Regions from separate parts of the Mus musculus genome. Here region 1 is linked to region 2. The links are chromatin contacts, called in public promoter capture Hi-C maps. All regions are on one chromosome and are shown on one strand. The core of a region is the stretch at or near the end of the contact, and the rest is flanking DNA. Distances in the headings are between cores, read along the strand shown.

Region 1 (3,846 bases), core at 233-2,732, 750 kb after region 2:
GAGGAACTCAAAGAACTTATGCCCAGGGTTTCTAAAGACCTGCTCTGGCTGGCTGCCCCATCACGAGTCCTCCAGGGTGTAGACAAGATGCAAGAGCCCATTAGTTCTTAACCAGCCAAGGATGGGTGAGAAAGTCACGTTAGGCATCTGGTCCACAATACATGAGCTTATTCACAGACCGGCCCACCCAAGATTCTGTGCATGTGAGACCCAGACATGGAAATGCATGGTCTAGGAACTGCCCTCCAGATCGCGGAATGCTCTGGAACAACTGTGGGAGCTCAGAAGCTATGCTTCACAGCTTAGTGGTGTCCACGGTTCCCCCGCCATCAGTGACACCCCACAGTGGCAGTTTAGCAGGTGGCCCTTCCGAAGATACCAGGCCACAAGGATCTGCAAGCAAATGCTTACGACATTGGGACACCTGGCCACCTACTCCTTGGCCTAGGGTAAGGTCCCCCACCCCAGGGTGCTCTACATGCCAGGGCACTGTTCTGGGGCCACTGTTCTGGGTCCTGCAAGGTGCTGGGCAGCCACCTGGCCTCGACCCCTTAGAGCTCCCCGAGCTGGGGCAGCAACATGACCCCTGCCATGGCAACACAGTTTTAAAGAGAAATTAATGCAATTCTGGGTATAGGGGCCACATAGGCTTGGGTGCACACACCAGGCTGCCACACCCGCTCAAAAATGGGGGCCCGGCCTTGGCATTCAGGCAAAGACAGTATCAAGGCTGAGAGGCAAACCAAAGAGCAGGGTGCGGGAAGCTCTGAGAGGCCCCAAACCTAGGCATGGGGACAGAGATCCTGGGGAACCCTGGCGAGGAGTGGGGAGCAGAGCAAAGGGGTGAAAGTATGGTACTGTGGGAACCAAGGCCCCAGGAAACCCCAGGACACCAGGCCCGGGGGCTGACGCCGGCCTGAGAGTGGTCTGAGGCAACCGCTGACAGAGAGGGATCAGGGTGACATGGGATCGAGGAGAGATAGGAATCAGGGTGGCGATGATGGGATGGGGTGACAGGAGTCAGTGAAACAGCAGGGGAACTGAGGGAACAGAGCTGCCAGGAACAGTAAGTCAATGGGGAGACCGGGATAGCAGTCGGAGTTCCTCTGCCTGACAGTGGGAGGATCGCAGTGACTGGGGGACTAGTGTGGCAGTAAGGGGGACGGCGGCGTCAAGAGAAGAGGTCAGGGGTCGCGCACCGTATGGCTGGCCCTGCAGGTCGTACTGCTGCATGCGGTACACGGTGAACTCGTGCGCGGCGTCGGCGGCGGGCAGCGGCGGCGCCACGAGCAGCAACACGGCGGGCAAGAAGACGATAAAGCCGAGTGGCAGGCACGACGCCTTCAGCACGTTCTCGAGCACCTCGCCCGCTTCCTCCAACATCCCGGCGGGCGGCAGGCCGCAAAGGCGGCAGCGACGGAGGGCGACGGGAAGCGGCCGAGGCTCGGCGGACTCAGCTCGGCATGGGCGGCTGCTGAGGTCCTTCGGGGAGAGCCACGAACAGCCCGCGCCTGCCCTAGGGTCCTTCGGGCAGCACTGCGGACGGCCCTGTCTGCCGCGCCGCCTTCTGGGAAATGTAGTCTTTCTTGTGAGCGAGCCTCGTTTTAAACGGCTCCGCGCGCTGTGGAACCCTGGGAGTTGTAGGCACACTTAGACTCGCACTAGGGCCTCTCGGAAGCTGTGACAGTCCTTATGCGCGGAGCCCCCTGGAAGTTGTAGTCCCACTGTGCCGCTCCTAGAAGCTATGGTGGACAATCTACTGCTACTGAACTCATCCAAGCCGCAAAACACAGATGACTTACAAAGCTATTAAAAACCATTCCCAGTAAATCTTGTTTAAGCCCCATGTTTGGAGTCGTTAATGAAAGGACAATCCAAAACCTAAAGTGCAGGACGTGACCGTTCGACCCGGAAAGATGTAGGAAAGGAAAGAGAAAGTGCCCGCCTGGTGCCTTGTTTCTCTGGGAATTGTAGTCCTATCGGGCAAGCACAAAGGAATATGGGAACTAGAGTCGTTCTTTTAGTCTTTGAAAGGAGAGGGGATTAGAATGCGAGAAAATAAAATAAAATAAAATAAAAGAGAAAGAGAGAGAGGTGAGGCCTTTGTCTTGAAGGTGCTAGCTCTCTGATCACAAGACACTCTGACTACAGGTGTTCTACAGGATTTAAGTGAATGAGTGAAAAGCTGGTTAAAAAAATAATATTCGGGGCAGGTGGTAAGGTAGGAAGGCAAGAATTGGCGCGGACTTTAATGGCAGTGGGGAGATCAAGATAGCTAAAATGAGACTAGTGTGACGATGGGAGGTCTTTAGTATCCCTGTTCATACTTGGGACATATTTAACCTAACATTTTTGGTTTGCCCTATTGCAACTTCAATGGATTTGACTAGTCCCTGTGTCTTGGGGTAAGTTAAGATGTGAATTAAAATTATATGTCACTCACACCTCTAGAAATACAATAAATAAGAAATAAAAGACCAGACACTGCCACCCACCCACTGGCAGCCACAGGTGGGAATTTGATATGCAAACTGGCATGAACTGACTTTGAGTAAGATTCGCGACTGGTGAGTGCTGGCTTTCGAAGCCTGTGGAGAACTTGGGGATGGTGCCTTCTCTGAAGACCATTTGCCTTAGGTAAGAAAACAGATTCTAAGACTCAAACTTGTGGTCCTTTCCCCCGGGTGAGTGATAACTGCCAACTGTATACCGAGGCCACAGACAATCAGAACTGAAAGTGTAGAAAAGAAAACAGATGATGTGTGTCCAACAGCGTGAACTTCTGCCATCTATAACTGTGACAATCCCTACCATCCTAGAGTCACTGCCAGCGCGCCTCGGTTACAATACACTGAGAAACGGAATGTGGAGGTTTCGTTCATTTTAATGAATTTTATGCAGCCATGCATGGCTTGCAGCTGCACTATCACATGGTAGGGTCCACAGCTCCCTGCCACAGCATATCTCCGTGATTCAGAACAGGAAGGGCGAGGCTGCGGGGTTACAGGACCAGTTGAGATTGCCCCAGACCTGGAGTGGGTGGCTCTATCCTCCCCACACAGAGACAGAGAACCTGAACTGGAGGAGGGAGGCCATCGGGGGCAGGCTGCTTGTCCCAATGTAGAAGTCATTGAGAAGAGGGGTGGATGACAGACTGGTGTGCCCTCCAGGCCCCCTTTCATTCTTAAACACGTCAAGTTGCCCTCAAACAAATGGTGCAGGTCCACCCCCATCCCAGCACACCCCCAAAGCACTGTATACCAGTGGGTATGACCAGGAGACACATTACAGTAGCCTGGGCATTGACCTGAACACATGTGACTAAGACAGAACCACAAAGCTCTGTCCTGTCCATGGCCTCGGACATGGCACATCCCCTTTGCTGCCTGGGCGGGGGGGAGGGGCCCTTCAAGGCCCAGACTCACTGGCTCTGGCTCCAGCCACTCTCTGCCAAACATTCATCACGGGGAATTTTGTGGAAGGAACCCGGGGCTTGCTGTCATGTTCTCAGTCACCATCAGGCAAGGTTCTTGTGTCCTGTCCCTTCTCACCTCGTCTGGGAGGGCCTGCTCAGTGGGCAACTGGCTGGTCCAAGCTCTAGGTGCTGCGGACGCTGGAAATGCTGGACAGCGGCTCTCTCATCCTGAAGCTGAGTGACCGAGAAGTCCGAAAACTGTCCCTGGGCCTCAGGGAGCTGTCAGTGGTGGATGCACCGGAGTGGGCCTCGGTGATCCGGGTCAGGCAGTCTCCTGGACCTCGCAGACCTAGCCAGAGACAGCCGCAGCACAGGAAGGCCAGCACAGCGCGCTGCACCTCACGGCTGCGGAAGGAGTAGATGAGAGGATT
Region 2 (4,067 bases), core at 850-3,349:
TCAACCGGAGTGTAGAGCAGAGAATGGTCACTGCAACTTGTGCTATAAGGTTGGCAGAAGGCTCTGCACTACACCGCACCTTCATAAGAGCCCAACAATGCACAGGAACTTGAAGGTGTCCCTGAGGAGGGACAGAGGACCCAAGCGGTCTCAGTGTGTCTTGTACAGACTGGCCAGCCATGGTGGGAGAGATGGCTCAGCAGTTAAAGGTAGACTCACAACCAAAATCTTAGAATGGCTGAGCAGTCAGCAGCAGGAGCCACATAGAAGCTGAGGGCTTGGAGGACTTTCTGTGCCTGCCTAGCTCTGCACTACTGAAAGAGCTTTCTGCAGACTACATGCAAGACAGTACAATGAAACTCAGTATCAAATGTAATACACACCAATTTTTAAAAAGCACCTCCACCATTACCCCACAGACACCTGTGGGACACTCACAGTCTATGTACACCAATTCCCAATGAAGATTTGAGATTTGCGGGATGGGAAGGTAGGGGACGTGAAGAGCAAAACATAACAGAGGCCTGAGGCCCTGGGCACACATACCTTAAAATCAGTAATCCCAACACTAAGAAGACTGAGGCAGGAGTACCATGAGCCAGCCCAGGTTATGTCCCTAGCTAGAGTCTGTTTCAGGTACTCAAACTAGAATGTGACCTGTCCCCAGGGTCCTAGAACAGCTGCCCAGGGAACATTCTCTGTACGGGAAGGCAAGAAGGGAATGTGGAAGCCCTCTTGAGAGCAAAGAGGGCCACAGTACAAAGGAAATATCACATAGGGCAGTCCACACCCAGCAAAACGCAGGCCAACCAGCTATTTCAACTGAAGTAACAGCCAGGGAGAGCAGGGAGGGTACAAACCACACCAGGTAGGGTAGAAGGGAAGAGGGCTACAGAGAAATGACTGTCCCAGCTAGGGACAGGCACCCTCTTTCAGCATGGCCTTCCAGCCCAGGAGGAGGCCTGCGTCTTTCCACTGAGCCAGGCACTAAGTAGTCACTCTATCACTTCTTCCTTAATCTAGGTCACAGGCTGTGGGGAGGAAAGGAAGCAGCGCTTGTAGTCTCAGTGTAACTTCTGGAAAAATCGCTTCCACACCCTGACTTCTGCCTTCTTTGAGCTTCCAGTTTTGAAGTCAGGCTTCCCCATTCCAAGATGCCCCTAGGTCCTGCACACACTAATAGTTCAGGGGATCTGGGGCAGGAAAACCTGGCAGGGTTCCCAAGGAAGCCCAAGACAGCCACCCGGGCCTGTGCTTTCCTGACAAGGGGATTTCTCCATGGGAGACACGTAGACCTATGACAGGATTTTTCTGTGAGGGTCCCCGATTCCTCCATATGGGATCCAGAAACTAGCTCAAGTGGGGGAACCTTTGCCTAAGTAAGTCTTCTTCAAGAAGGTAAACTCAGGCTCTAGCAGTGGCATCCAACTTCAAGACCTAAAACGCTGAGGCCTTTAGGGCAAGGACTGCTCCAAGTGGACAATTTGGAGGTTCAGGGAGTGGCCCCTAGTTACAACAGACGAGACACCTGAGCCATTTTGGACAGCGCCTGTTTCAAGCTGCTGGGGGTAAACTGAGGCCAGGGGAAGGAGAGGCTGTGCAGAGCCGCAGCTCTGGAACAGGCAGGACGGGAAAGGCGATGGGGTCGAGGAAGACGGCTCCACGGCGGGCCAGAGGCAATGGGGGGAAAGCCCGGCAGCCCCGCTCCGCGCCGGCTCACCTCGTCCTCCTTGTGGTTGCGGATGCCGCGGACCAGATCCTGCAGGTTCTTATCGAACATGCGGTCGATACTGCCCTTGACCATCTTGAGGGCCATCGCGGCGGCCCGTGGGCTGCGGCCTCCGAGGGAAACGCCGCTGCCGCGGCCCTAGAAGGTGCGGGGACCCGGCGACCGCACCTCAGGCAACCGCCCCGCTGTGTTTCCGGCCGCCGCGGAGGGGACGCCGTGGAGGCCAGAGCGACGGCTGTAGCCGGAGAGCAGTCTGAGGAGAAGGGGTAGCCAGTAAGCCCGCCCCCCCCAGCTTCCACAGACCCTTCCCAGCTTAGGGCCGCTGCAAATGGCGGCCAAGATGGCGGTGGGTCAGCTGACGGAGAGCCTCAGCCTCCCGGAAGCCCCGCCTCACCGAAAAGCCCAGCCCCACATTGCAGTTTCCTTGACAACCACACGCCACCCAATAGGAAAGCAGACACCACCCTTTGACGCCTAGCAGCCCACCCCTTCCTCTGCAATGCCTTGCAGCCTCATTGGTGAACAAGAACTCCACAGACGTCCTAACCACGCCCCTAAGGGAAAATCGAGAGCAGGTCTCCCCACTCGCTAAATGACAGCAGTGGGCGTGGTCTTATCTGGTGTGGGCGTGGCTAGAGGAGGGCGGAGCTCCACGTGGAGCTTTTTCTGCAAGGTCCTGGCCAAATATATCCAGCCCAGCCTTTTCTGAATTTAAGTGGTGACTTGGGAATCAGTGTCAGGAGTCAATCACACCAGCAATCCAACCGGCCGGCCTGTGAAACCCTGTCTGTAAAACCAGCACAAGGCTTGGATGGTGGACACCATACAGGAGAAACTGTGGTGGGCAAGTGACTTTGCTGGAGATGGTCCACCGTTTTGCACAGCTGTGATGCATGTTCCTAGAGAGGCACTGCCCCCCGGAGGCGTTCGTCTCTGGATTACTTCTTGGTGCTGCAGTGCCTCCTCATGTTTTTCATTGTTATATGCCTCCCATATCTAGTACGATGTGAATGGGCACCAGGAGACCCTCACTGCCTAGAGTCTGCTGTGGTTGCTTATTGGGAGACAGCCCACTCGATTGGGCAAGTCTCCTGCAGATTAATATAAAGATGAACTTTCATAAAATAGATGAATTAATGATTTTATAGAATTTCTTATTTGATTAAAATAGTTTTAAGATGTTAGGGTAGGTGATAGAAAGTTTAAGGAGGGGCTGGTGAGATGGCTCAGTGGGTAAGAGCACCCGACTGCTCTTCCGAAGGTCCAGAGTTCAAATCCCAGCAATCACATGGTGGCTCACAACCATCCGTAAAGGAGATCTGACTCCCTCTTCTGGAGTGTCTGAAGACAGCTACAATATATTTCCATATAATAAATAAATACATCTTAAAAAAAAAAAAAGAAAGTTTAAGGAGATGGTTTAGATTGTTTTGCCAGAAAGATATAGTAAAGTTAGCATTAAGCATAGAATGTGTCCCCTCCTTTGGCTGCAAACGTTAAATAAGGAACACAGTGAGCTTTCGTGTGTTACAAGCATGTAATTGTACTTGAAAGACAAAATAGGCTTGGGACTAATTTTTTTTTTTTTGGTGCACAAACACTTTTATTTATTTATTTATTTACTTATTTATTACATGTAAGTACACTGTAGCTGTCTTCAGACGTACCAGAAGAGGGCATAAGATCTCATTATGGGTGGTTGTGAGCCACCATGTGGTTGCTGGGATTTGAACTCCGGACCTTCTGAAGACCAGTCGGGTGCTCTTACCCACTGAGCCATCTCACCAGTCCCCTGGCTTGGGACTAATTAATGATCAAAGAAGACATTCATTTTAGGTTAGGTCCGAGTCCCTGGATCATGTGATCCAAGAATGTGGTCCCATGTTTAAATAATTATACTATGAGTATAAGAGTAGAGAATAGGTAATTAGCCAGTTTAGCTGAACAGCACTTCAAAAATAATATGGAAGATAGATTACCTGTTTCTTTTGTTTGTTTGGTTGGTTTTGGTTTTTTGAGTCAGGGTTTCTCTGTGTAGCCCTGGCTGTCCTGGAACTCACTTGGTAGACCAGGCTGGCCTCGAACTCAGAAATCTGCCTGCCTCTGCCTCCCAAGTGCTGGGATTAAAGGCATGTGCCACCACACCCGGCTGAACTTCCCTTTCTGGACATTCAGCAGGAACACTAAGTTTTAAAGCTCTTCTAGAGAACCTGGGTTCATTTGCAAGCACCCACATGGTCACTCAAAAACATCTGTAATGCTACCCAGTTCCAGGGAATTCCTAGCCAGCTGCCTCAGGCAGTATCTTAGTTAGTCTTTTATTTCTATGAACAGACAC

What was found. Promoter capture Hi-C pulls out the DNA fragments that hold promoters and counts their contacts.
Region 1: a promoter capture Hi-C map of neural stem cells shows a contact between it and region 2. The contact joins the promoter of Ncln here to the promoter of Ap3d1 in region 2. A contact is called at or near these places in 2 of 39 promoter capture datasets (liver and neural stem cells).

What each region holds. Positions count from the first base shown.
Region 1 is chr10:81,494,881-81,498,726 of GRCm38.p6, forward strand. Ncln (nicalin) reads right to left here and starts at 1,483. Exons shown (of 14, transcript NM_134009.3): 1 at 1,200-1,483. The coding sequence starts at 1,383. It overlaps S1pr4 (sphingosine-1-phosphate receptor 4), which reads right to left. Exons shown (of 1, transcript NM_010102.2): 1 at 2,865-3,846. The coding sequence ends at 3,598.
Region 2 is chr10:80,740,176-80,744,242 of GRCm38.p6, forward strand. Ap3d1 (adaptor-related protein complex 3, delta 1 subunit) reads right to left here and starts at 2,100. Exons shown (of 31, transcript NM_007460.2): 1 at 1,721-2,100. The coding sequence starts at 1,816.